Linked DNA regions of Mus musculus: all the other regions are linked to region 2. The links are chromatin contacts, called in public HiChIP or PLAC-seq and promoter capture Hi-C maps. All regions are on one chromosome and are shown on one strand. Each heading gives the region's core, a stretch centred on a gene start, on an enhancer-like site or on the middle of the called end of the contact. The rest is flanking DNA. Distances are from core to core; before and after follow the strand shown. Region 1 holds the start of Actn1 (actinin, alpha 1). Region 2 holds the start of Dcaf5 (DDB1 and CUL4 associated factor 5). Region 3 overlaps Galnt16 (polypeptide N-acetylgalactosaminyltransferase 16).

What was found. HiChIP or PLAC-seq counts read pairs in DNA pulled down with a chosen protein or histone mark. Capture Hi-C pulls out chosen DNA fragments and counts their contacts.
Region 1: a contact with region 2 is called in a promoter capture Hi-C map of liver. The contact joins the promoter of Actn1 here to the promoter of Dcaf5 in region 2. A contact is called at or near these places in 9 of 39 promoter capture datasets (the 3T3-L1 cell line, the C10 cell line, cranial neural crest and 4 more), 9 of 484 Hi-C or Micro-C datasets (cardiomyocytes, embryonic stem cells, forebrain and 4 more), 6 of 115 datasets of contacts at active chromatin or transcription factors (effector CD8 T cells, embryonic stem cells, memory CD8 T cells and 3 more) and 3 of 9 other capture datasets (adipose tissue, liver and pancreatic islet).
Region 3: a contact with region 2 is called in an H3K4me3 HiChIP or PLAC-seq map of stem cell-derived neural progenitor cells, with 50 read pairs. The contact joins the enhancer-like site here to the promoter of Dcaf5 in region 2. A contact is called at or near these places in 1 of 15 datasets of contacts at CTCF or cohesin (the NIH/3T3 cell line), 3 of 115 datasets of contacts at active chromatin or transcription factors (embryonic stem cells, microglia and stem cell-derived neural progenitor cells) and 4 of 9 other capture datasets (adipose tissue, embryonic stem cells, liver and 1 more).

What each region holds. Positions count from the first base shown.
Region 1 is chr12:80,258,171-80,261,942 of GRCm38.p6, forward strand. It overlaps Actn1 (actinin, alpha 1), which reads right to left and starts at 2,193. Exons shown (of 21, transcript NM_134156.3): 1 at 1,817-2,193. The coding sequence starts at 1,921.
Region 2 is chr12:80,434,894-80,438,735 of GRCm38.p6, forward strand. It overlaps Dcaf5 (DDB1 and CUL4 associated factor 5), which reads right to left and starts at 1,708. Exons shown (of 9, transcript NM_177267.5): 1 at 1,292-1,708. The coding sequence starts at 1,505.
Region 3 is chr12:80,596,930-80,600,434 of GRCm38.p6, forward strand. Galnt16 (polypeptide N-acetylgalactosaminyltransferase 16) reads left to right here. Exons shown (of 15, transcript NM_001081421.2): 13 at 152-293; 14 at 1,089-1,214. Among named protein-coding and RNA genes, the nearest start is that of Gm23817, 24 kb to the right of the region's middle. Within about 2 kb of position 2,037, at least 89 of the 459 cell types and tissues checked have an H3K27ac peak or open chromatin away from gene starts, as enhancers often do. A contact at or near this core is called in adipose tissue, pancreatic islet and stem cell-derived neural progenitor cells, where this site is marked.

The DNA of each region.
Region 1 (3,772 bases), core at 943-3,442, 180 kb before region 2:
GCTGCGCTTTCCAGGGACCCAGGTTCAATTCTCAGTACCCACGTAGCAACTCATAACTGCCTGTAACTCCAGTTCCAGAAGATCTGACACCCTCACAGGGACATACATGCTGGCAAAACATCAATGCACACTTTAAAAAAAAAAAAGTCACTTTAAGAAACTTTTTTTTTTTTGACAGAAAGAAGCAGGGGAAGGAGGGCATCTCTCGTCCTCCCTGGAAATCTCCAAACTTCTCACTCAGTTTTCTCTTCCATCAACAGTCCCAGGAAATAAATTCGAGAGTGAAGAAGGGGGAAAGACCCTCAGCCCTCAGTCCTTCCAGAAAAGGGGGGGGGGGGCTGACAGGAAGAGGGCGGTGTCTGTAAGCTACTAATACATTACAAAGAAGTCAGTTCAAAGCCAAGAGACGCTCTTAAGTTGCTGTTGCAGTAAGAGACAGGGGCAGGGCCCCAGGTTGCCTGTTTAAGGAAGCCCATTGTGGTGTGTTTTAAATTACCTCTGCTGGTCTGATGAAGTGAGCAAAAGGGCACCGTTTCAGGGCTTAGGATTCCTGAGTGAGCTAATACAGGATGCCTTTAGCTGGGGGAAAAAAAAAACCTTCAGCCGGCTCACTAAACTCCCCCCCTTTTAAGTTTAAAAAAGGGAATGAATGTTACCATTTTTGGACATGAGCATTCTCCCTCAAGCCCAGCCCTAACCGCACTATCCAGAGGGACGCGCCATCCTGTACACCCCCCCCCCCATTCCCAGATCACGAAGTGGGGGGGGGGGGACTGAACGGGAGTTGGGTGTTGGGGGGTCAGGGTACGTGGCCGCCTAAGGAACGCGCTCTCTGCTCAGGCAGGAAGCCGTGACAGGGTTAATGTCTCCCCCTCCCCAAGCAAGAGAGGTTTCTGACCTCTTCCTGCCTATAGCCATTACGCTCCGGACCCATCGCCAATTTCTCAGCTCAGACGGGGCAGCATATCCCGAACCTTGCTGATGGCGACTAGGATACAGGGCCGTGGATCCTCGGAGAACAACCCCAAATATCTCCTGAGACTGTCTCTCCACCAGGAGCCCAACTAGAGCCAAGCTACTCAAACTCGCGTTTCGCCAGCAAAAGAACCGGGCAGAACACAGATGTGAGGGTTTGCAGCCACCAGTTCACTGAGTTAGCAATAAAACCGTTCACCGTCCTGACCCCGCCCCCACAAGGCCCTGAGGAGCCCGCGAACGACCCCCGATTCTCAGCTCCAGCCGCACTCCGGAACGTCCACTTCCAGGTAGATCCCGAGGAGGTCGCCAAACCCTCCGACACCGGCTCTGCCCACTGTCTGCAGACCCAGCTCGGGGCGCAGTAGTCGGGGCAGCTTGCCCCTATGGTACAGAGCCCCAGGGGCGGCCCAGGAAGCGTGCTGCCACCGCACGCCATATGGAGGCGCCAGGAAAAAGAAGGAAGGAGAAAATCGATCCCGAGTAAGCAGCCATGGAGCCTAAGTCTCAGCCCCAGCCTCTGGAGCATCGCCCCCGCGCCTTGCCCACGGGGAGACAGTTTCGGCTGCACCGGGGTGGCCCGGACCACCCGCTCTGAGGCGATTTGCCCTCCGGCGGCGCCACCTCCCCGCGCCGCGGCGAACTGTTCGCGGGCTCCAGGGCAGGGGTGCTCCGCTCTCCCGCCCGGTGCCTGTAACTCAATACCCCACCTCGCAGTGGCCGCGATGTCCCCGCCTCCGCTCTTGCGCGCCGGGAATTGGTTTCCAACCCGGAGCCCAGGAGTGCAGCGGCCAGAGCGGATCAGGGCTCAGGGCTGTAGCGGGTGGGGGTGGCTGCTAACCTTCCTCTGCTGCTTCTCCCAGGCCGGATCCAGGAGCAGGTCCCGATCCCAGTCCTCTTCAGGCTGCATGTAGTCGTTGGTCTGCTGGGAATCATAATGGTCCATGATGGTGCGTGCGTGCTAGGAGCTGGATTTCTTCCTCCACCTTCTCTCCAGGCGACGGCGGCTGCTGCCCGGGTGTGGGGAGGGTGTCGGCAGGGCTGGGCTGGGCTGGGCTGGGCCGGGCTGGGCTGGGCTGGGCTGGCGGGGCCGGGCTCGCTCCCCTGCGCCCGCTTCCGCCGCGGCTCTGTTCGCAGAGGCTGCTGCTGCCGGCGGCGGCTGGAGCTCGCGGACTGCCTTCCTGGGGCGCGCGCTCGGACCTAATCTCCACGCACACTGCTCTCAGTGAACACTCGCGCTGCGGGAGCAGAGGCGGGCGGGGGCGGGGAGAAGGGGCAGAGCCCTCCCGAGGTTCTCCATTGGCCAGGCCGAGTTGCCCAAACTTCCCCCCAGCGCCTCTCATTGGGAATTCCTGGCATCCGTCAGGCGGGTCTCTGTGCATATAGGTGGACTGGGCGGCCCCCTCCGGGCGCGCACGCCACCGCCCACTCCCTGGGTTCCCACTCCCCCGCAGCTCATGTGACACCACCTTAAGCTGAACCGGAGTGGAGCCTGGGGACGCCTCCCAGAGCTCGGGGACCAAATGGCACTGTGCTCCGGAGCCCGAGGAGTCGCTGAGGATTGGTCCCGTTCCCTGCCGGCGGGAAGGCCCAGAACTCCGGCGCACCGGTGTTCCTGCGGTCCCACGCAAGCTACAAACCCCAGCAGGGCGCGGGGAAACCCAAGGCATATTTCGTTTTCTCTTTCTCGGGGAAACTAGGTTGGGACAAGTCGGCACCCTGGAAAGGGGTTGGGAGGGCCCACAGTAGAAAGGAATTTCCTGATTCCACCACTGCTCCCGCCCCGCCCCTCGGGACCAGGCTGATCCCTGTCCTTCTAGAGCCAGATTTGTGGCTAGCTGGCATTTCTCAGCCCACTGAGTTTCCCGCCTCGCCAAGGATCCTTGGGTACTTCTCTAGGGTTCCGTGCACTGGCCCGCTGCGGACTTCTTGTGTGGCAGCTTGGCTGTCCGGCTTCCCAGGTTCCTTGGCAGGTATTCCCCGGTGGACTAACACAGCTGAAGCTACCTTCTGGAGACTAGTTTCCTCCTTCCCCACTTTTACAGCTTCCCTACCTACACTTTGCTGAAACTAGGAAGAGCCCTAAAATGGTCTACCTGTATCATAAACCTAGCAGATGCATACACCTAATAGATGGAGAAACTGAGACTCAAAGAGCAGAGCTAGACAAGAGACTTAACCAGCATGGACTCTACAGGCCCATTTTGTGTGTAACCTTGTGCCTGACAAAACCTTATTATCCTTGGAGGAGGAAGAAACAGCGCAAGACTAACTAAACTGCTTGGTGCTAGCGGTACTCCCTGGGCTCAGTAAAGGAGGGTGGAAATGTGTTGGTCCAGCACTGTTGCATTCTGGGAAGAAGCCGCCCGGATTCCTAGTGGTCTTTTGAGGGACTCTGAGTATGAAAATCAGTAACAAGGAAACCTGCAGTTGGTTTTGCATTCTGGTGTGGACAACAGATACATCCCTCTTGTACCAGTAGGGCTTAATTTATACAGGCATCCCTTAATACTCGGGACTCATTTCAGAACCACTGCAGATACCAGAATCTGCAAGAGCTTATGCCTCACATGTATAGAACAGCACAAAATTGATTGATATGTAACCTACTTACAGCCACTGTACACTTTAAATCATTCCCAAATAGAAAAGCCATGTGACTCGGGAACTGGAGAGATGGATCAGCGTTTAAGAGCACTGACTGCTCTTTCAGAGGAAAGGACCCGGGTTCAATTCCCAGCACCCACATGGCAGCTCAGTCCTATCTGTAACTCCAGTTCCAGGGCTTCTAATACTA
Region 2 (3,842 bases), core at 458-2,957:
CACGTCCAGGGCTGCCCCCCCCCCCCCCCCCGCCCAACCCTCCCAGTATAGGAAAAAGGGTCGAGGAAGGAGGCGAGCGGGAACGCCCGATCTGGTCTAGGCCCTTCACAGCGCAGCCGGGTTTCAGGGAGCCGCCCCTTCTCGGGCAAGAGCCCAGCCCCACCCGCCCACACCCGGGGCCGCGACCCCAGGGGAGGAGCGGGGGCAGCCAGCGACCCTGCCGCGGCGTACGCAGGCGCCGCCGCTGCCACCGTCGCCGCCGCCGCTCGGGTCCGGCCTCCCCCCCCGGAGCAATAGGCTATCGATTCAGCTGCCTGTCGCTAGGAGCCCCGAGAGAGCAAGGCCTACACCGCCCGGCCGGAGCCCCGGCCTCGATTGCACCACTTTCCCCCACCCCAGCGGGGAGACCCTGGAGGCAAGTAGGCCCAGCTGAACCGGGTGGGGGAGGAGGCGAGCAGCCCTGCAACAGGAGCCGCGCGGGTGAAGGGGGTCCTGGAGCCCGCCTCCCGCCAGTAGGTCTCCCGGGGGGTCCTCCTGAAGCCCTGCCTCCCGAACAGCGCATCCAAGTTCAGGCTGGTTGGTGTCCCTAGGTCGCTAGAGCCCTCGCCACTCTCGGAACCATAATAAAAACAAGACGCTGAAGAGGCTACCACTGCGTGCTGGGAGATGGGATTGGGCCCTGAGAGAGCCAGGGGGAGGGGACGCCTCTCTGCTACCCGTCACCACCCGCCCGACCCCGCTGGCCCCACGGTGTCCGGCTCTGTCACCGCCGGCCTCCGGCTCCGAGGCCCCTTTTCTCCATGACACCGAGGACTGGGGCTCGAGCTTCGCCTGGCCTTTGGCGAGCCTTGGTCTCCCCCCCCCCCCCGGCCAGCCCTCCCCCCAGTGCCCCCCGCACCTTTTAAACTACGCAGAGGAAGAGTTTGCCAACCAACTTAGTCAAACCGTAACCTCGTCCCCCTCCCCGACCCACACTGGTGGGGCAGGCATCTGGAGGGACCACTTTGCACTTGGGATAAAGCACATTAAAGACCTGTCAACCATTTTAGGTCTTTTTTTATATATATAGAAGACATCCTCCTCTCCTTCCCCTTCTTCCTTCCCTCCCCCCTCCCTTCCTCCCTCCCCCTGCAATGGTATTAATTTCACACCAAATCTTCCCACCGCTGGAGAGGGGTTGAGAAGGGCGGGGGTGGGGACGCAGGGCAGCAGGAGGGTGGCGGGGAAGGGGAAGGGGCAGCTGGAAGGGGAGCGGGAGGCGCGGGGAGGGGAAGGAAGGGGGTTGATTTACCTGAGACCAGCCACTGGCCTCCATTGTTGGAGAATTCAATGGCATTGACACAGCCGAAGTGGCCGAGAAGGTCCTTCTTGTAGAGGTTTCTGCAGCCCCGCAGGCGTCTCCTCTGAAAGTCCTGAGTGAGCAGGGGGTCCCCATGCAAGCCCCGCTGGGACAAGAAGCCCACCACTGACCTCATGCTGCCCCCCAGGCCAGCTCTCCTCTTCATGCTGGAACCGCCGCCGCCACCGCCGCTGCAGCTCGCGCCGCCGCCCCTCCCTCGGCCGCACGCCGGGCCGCCGCTCCCCTCCCGTCCCGTCCCTCCCCGCGCGCAGCGAGCCGGAGGCTTCTTTAACCAGCCATGGCAGACGGAGCGAGGTGTGCAGACGGTCGGTCGGCGGCGTTCGCGGCTTCCTCACGGTCGCGTCCCTCCCTCCCCTTCCCCCCTAGGCTCCGCCTCCCTGCCGCCTCCAGCAGCTGATCCCCAGCTGCGGTCGCGCTTCCGCGGTGCGGGGCTCTTCCGCCGGCCGCCGGGCCGGAGAACGCGGGCGCCAGCTGCCCCTCCCCCGCGGACGGCTGCCCGGAGATGGCGGGCGGCGGCTTGCAGCGGCCGCTGACCGCGCCGAACCACGGTTGGCTCAGGATGGCGGCGACGGGGCACCCCCGGCACGCCGCACTCTGAAGTTGGACACGCGTAACAATCAGAGTGGCAGCCGGCCTGCGGGCTCACCCTCCTTCCCTGGAGGGACAGCGGCTCGCCCAGCGCTGCTCGCTGCCTCCTGGGGCGCCCAGTTCCCTGTTCAAGTGAGGGAACCCACGATTGGACTGGACGTCTGGAAGGAGGTTGTCTGTGGGGTTTTATCGGTGCACCTGCCCTTTCCAAAAATGTTGATACACCCTTCTATTCTCCAATTCAGTTTTCTAATTGACACTCACCACCACCCCCACCACCACCCCCAGCCTATCGGTTTAAAAAAAAAGGCAGAATTATTCAAGCTGATAGGACACTTGGGTTTAGGGGGTTGCGGAGAGGTGAAAAGAGAATTGAGCTGATATAGTAGCCATATAGTAGAGCGTATGCTTTTTGCATTCTTCAAGTTCTGGGTTCAATCTCTAGCACTAACAATCCCCACCCCCCACTCCCAAAAGAAAGTGAGAAGAAAATTGCCAAAATCAAATTGAGAAGGTCCTCTGTCCATTGGTTCCAGATGCATTTGCAAGCCACAAGAAACATTATGAAACGTAGCAGTATCTTATTTCATTGGTAGGGGTGAGGCCAAAGGTCTTGAGAATGGAGGCCTGGAGATGCACAGCTGTTAACCAGCAGCCACAGTATAGTCCAGAAGTAGCTGCCTTTCAATAGTGCAGGAGTCCTCAGTTGAGTTGACCTCAGTGAGGAAACTGGGTAAGTGCACTGGAATTTTACCAGGTAAAGTTGAAAGTCCCCTTTTCAATGGAGTGCTTTTCCAGGAAACTATCCTCTATCATTAGTGGTAATTAACTAACCTGAAATAGGCAGGTGTCAGGTTTGCCCTTTCAGTTTAACACGAATTACAATCTCAGGACCAGAGATGGCACAGGAGTGGTTAAATACAACCATAGGTGAAAGATGAACTAAAGAAATTCTTAAGATAAAGATGGGGAATGAGGAAGAGGTTCACCTGTCAAGCAAAATTATTTTTTTGCAAGTAGTTAATTCAAAAGTTCATATAACAACATTCTAAATTTATTAGAAGGTCACCAAACCCAAAAATGAGAATTCAAATGGAATATTATCCCTTAAATAAGAAAATGAGGGGCTGGTGAGATGGCTCAGCAGGTAAGAGCACCCGACTGTTCTTCCGAAGGTCCTGAGTTCAAATCCCAGCAACCACATGTTGGCTCACAACCATCCGTAACAAGATCTGACTCCCTCTTCTGGTGTGTCTGAAGACAGCTACAGTGTACTTACATATAATAAATAAATAAATAAATCTTTAAAAAAAAAAAAAAAAAGAAAATGAGTAATGCTTAAAAAAAAAATCCTGTGCACACTGTGGTTTGTACATATAATCCAAGGACTTGGGAAGTGGAGGTGGGAGAATCAGGAGTTCAAGGTCAGCCGATAGGCTATAAGAGACCCTGATCTCAAATAACAGTAGCTGAGTAGTAGCGGCTCATACCGGCGCATACCTTTAATCCAGCAAGAGGCAGGCAAGTCTCTTGAGTCTACCGAGCAAGTTCCAGGACAGCCAGAACTACACAGAGAAACCCTGTCTCAAAAAATAAACAACACAGTAAGTTTTGTTCATTTATTGCAAGGTTTTTCCCATCTCAGTTCCTTTTCTTGGCATGCTCAACTACACATTTAAAAAGCGCCCTTTGGCTCTGTTGTATTAATCAGCCATTATTTATCTCTGCCTTATTTGCTTAGGGTAGGGGAGAGAGGCCTAGTAATGATGTGTCTGAAGTGGCCTTACTGTGTCAACATATGACACACTACTCTCTTCTCTTAAATATATACTTTAATCCACAATTTAAAATATGACTCTTCCCCCCCCCCCAATCCCTGGAAAACTTCAGCCTA
Region 3 (3,505 bases), core at 787-3,286, 160 kb after region 2:
GCTGTTTCTGCCTCTTACAACCCTGCTCCCCATACCCCACCCCCACCTCCCCAGACTGCCAGTCCTGGAGACCTCAGTGACTCCCTCTGGAGGAAGGGGTGGGTAAGCAAGAGGAGAGAGAAAAGCAGCCTGATGTCACCTTTCTCCTCAGTGTCCCCGTGAAGGAAGTGCTCCCTGGTGTCATTAAGCAAGGAGTTAACTGCTTAGAATCCCAAGGCCAGAACACAGCTGGTGACCTCCTGCTTGGAATGGGGATATGCAGAGGGTCAGCCAAGAGCCCACCACCAGCCCAGGTAAGCTGTTTAGGGCTAAGAGCAGGATGGAATCTGAGAGCGTTGGCCACGAATGGGGTTAGGGCTTCTCTCTGCTCATTTTCCTCCTCGCTTTCTACACCATCCATAAATCAACCTTCCCAGGGCTCCCCACATTTTGCTCCTGCTGAATGCCCATTCCTTTCCAGCGCTGGGTCCCTCACTTCCTCTTCTAAAGGAAGAAATGGTGCCCAGTTCTGTGCTGGAATATAGTTTGAATGTGTGTGATGGTCTGCAGGTCTCTAAGACTCTGTGTACATAGCTAATGCATGAGTGCCACACCTGTATCAGCTCTAGAGCAGATTGGGGAAACCCCATCATGGACCCAGCTAGGTCCTGTATTCTTCCTTCTTCCCTCTCTCCAGCATCCCTTGGGGCCTCCTTAACTCCCCTCTGGTTAGCACCAGCTGAGTTTCTTTATCTTAATATTTGGCTGAGAACAGTTTCTAACATAAAGCAAAATGGAAGCTGTACAGTGAATACTCTCCTTTAGCTTCTACAGTTATTTGTAAAAAGTTTGAAAAAGGCTGGGCAGTGGTGGCGCACGCCTTTAATCCCAGCACTTGGGAGGCAGAGGCAGGCTGATTTCTGAGTTCGAGGCCAGCCTGGTCTACAGAGTGAGTTCTAGGACAGCCAGAGCTATACAGAGAAACCCTGTCTCGAAAAACAAAACAAAACAAAAAAAAAAAAGTTTGAAAAAAAGTCCTGAATCTCTTTGCCTAATCACCTGTCTACCCATATCTGTCCACCCAGAGCTGTCCTTTCCTTGTCTTGCAGGCATGGTTATTTAGCGATCACCTTATCCAGCAGCAGGGGAAATGCCTGGCTGCCACCTCCACCTTAATGTCTTCCCCTGGATCCCCAGTCATACTGCAAACGTGTAACCCTAAAGAAGGCAAGCAGGTAAGCCTCCACGACCAGGCACAGATGAACAACAGCTCCAAGGGACACTGAGCAGTTATGCCCTGACAGGGGAGTCCCAGCTTGAGGCATGTGCTCGAAGATCAGCCTCTCGGTTGAGAATCTGAGGAGCCTCTGGCATCATCTAGGCCCAGCAGAGCAGACGCTGCAGCTAAGTGTTTGTTTAACATTAGTTCTGCCAGTCTGGGGGCAGGAACCATTTGTCTTGCTAACGCTGCTCGTCCAACCTTTGATGACAACTACAAAGCTCAAATAAGAACTAGCTTGGATGCCCAGACTGTGCTAGCCCGCTCACATCCACAATCATCCTTTAGCTGCCTCCTCCTCCAGCTGCCTGGTAAGATAGTTCTCAACGAGCCCTATTGTCCAGTGAGTGAGCCATGGCTTCCTTCACATAGGCTTTCAGCTCCCACAGCTAGAAAGAGCAGAAGGAGCTAGGATTTAAATCTGGGCTCAGTGTGACTCCTGAGCCCACAGACTTAAGCCAGAACTTAGTAAGAATTTCTTGGCTACTGGCTCACTGGGAATCTGAGGTCCAGAGACAGTGATTTGCAAGCTCACATGACTAGCCTCAGATGGTTCCTAGGAAACAGTTCAGGGTTACTTGTGGAAGGAAAGGCTAATGCTCCGAGAAATGTTGTCACTTGCCCCCAGCGCAAAGCAGCCAGTGACAGAGCACTAAGTACTAGATTGCCGGAGTTAGCCCTTCTCTTTGCTGCTGCACTCTTCCTGGTTAAAGGGGCTCCTTGTTCCCCAGAGCATGGGATCCAAGGCCCAGGCCGCTGCAGCCGCCTCTCCACCCTGCTGGTGACACAGCCTGCTTACAGTCCAACAAAGGGTGAGGAGGGGCCTGGCTCTCAGCCTGGGCCTACAGGGCTTCCACCCACGCCTCTGCTGTTTGTTTGGGTCAATTCTTTCTTTAGGGTTGAGTGGCAGTTTGTTATTCTGTTCTGGAAAAACAGCCAGGTTCTCTCCTTCCAGCCTTTGAGTATGAGAATGGGGGCCAGGGTGACAGGGAAGAACATTATAGCCACTTACTGGGCTTCCTGGCCACTTCTGCTAGCTTTCAGCCAAAGAGATATAGCTTGACCTCTGCCCTGTTCTGCAGCCAGGCAGGTGCAGTCTGCCCTTTGGCTGGAGCCTCAAACCCTTCCTGAGAGGAAAGCCTTGAGCCCACAAACACCTCTATGATGAAGTCAGAGCTTTCTGGTATCTTCCCAGGCAGCTCATTCAAATACTTCTCTATAAAAGCACCCTGTGGACCATAGAGACCCTTGCTGCCAATCCTGACAACCCGATTCCCCAGGATCCATGTGTCCTCAGGCTGCATGTGTTATGTTCCTCCAAGCCTGGCTAGTCATCCCCCCGACCCCCAGCACCCTGGATGCCACACCTCTCACCACCATGGAGGACAGATGAACAGTTCCCCGACTGTCAGTCCATTCTGGATTCTTGGCTTTCCTTTCTGGTCTCTAATTGGCCTTGATTCCAACCCAGGCCAGTTAGGCTTCACGTGTCCATGAAGCTCCTGAGAGTTAGACAGGGTGCGATGAAGTCAGCAGGCTCTAGTCCAGCCATTCCCCAGGTTCCTCGCTCATACAATAATGGGCTGCTGCGCCGGGCATGGTGGCGCATGCCTTTAATCCCAGCACTTGGGAGGCAGAGGCAGGCAGATTTTTGAGTTTGAGGCCAGCCTGGTCTACAGAGTGAGTTCCAGGACAACCAGGGCTACACAGAGAAACCCTGTCTTGAAAAACAGAAAAAAAAAATAATAATGGGCTGCTGCTTGACCAGAGGATGCAGATGCTGAGACCGGGCATAGGAGATGCCTGAACATGTGTGACATCTGCACAGCCTCAGAGTGGCTGGGAGAGCCGGTGAGAAAGGCTGCCTAGAAGTTCTGGTGGAAGTAAGATTTCTACCAGTGGGTTATTCATTTGCTCATTGCTTCCCATGCCAAGGAATGCACAGATCATGTGCAAAAAGGGAAGGGAGAGCCTGGTTTGACATTTTGTTGGAGGTTTAGCCAATGGAGTCAAACATGAGAGGCTGTAAGAACAGTCCGGTATCCAAATAGAAACTGGAGATGCAGGTGTGCCTGTGGAAACTAAGCCAAATTTTAAATAACACCGTCTCCACAGTTGAGTGCAGCTTATCTCTGTCCCTTAGCTGCACAGTGAGAACACAGACAATCTCTCTCGGAGCTCTGCAGGCTCCAGTCTCATGGTCATGAGCTCTGTCGCCTCATAGGAAGGTAAAAAGGGATGTGGCTG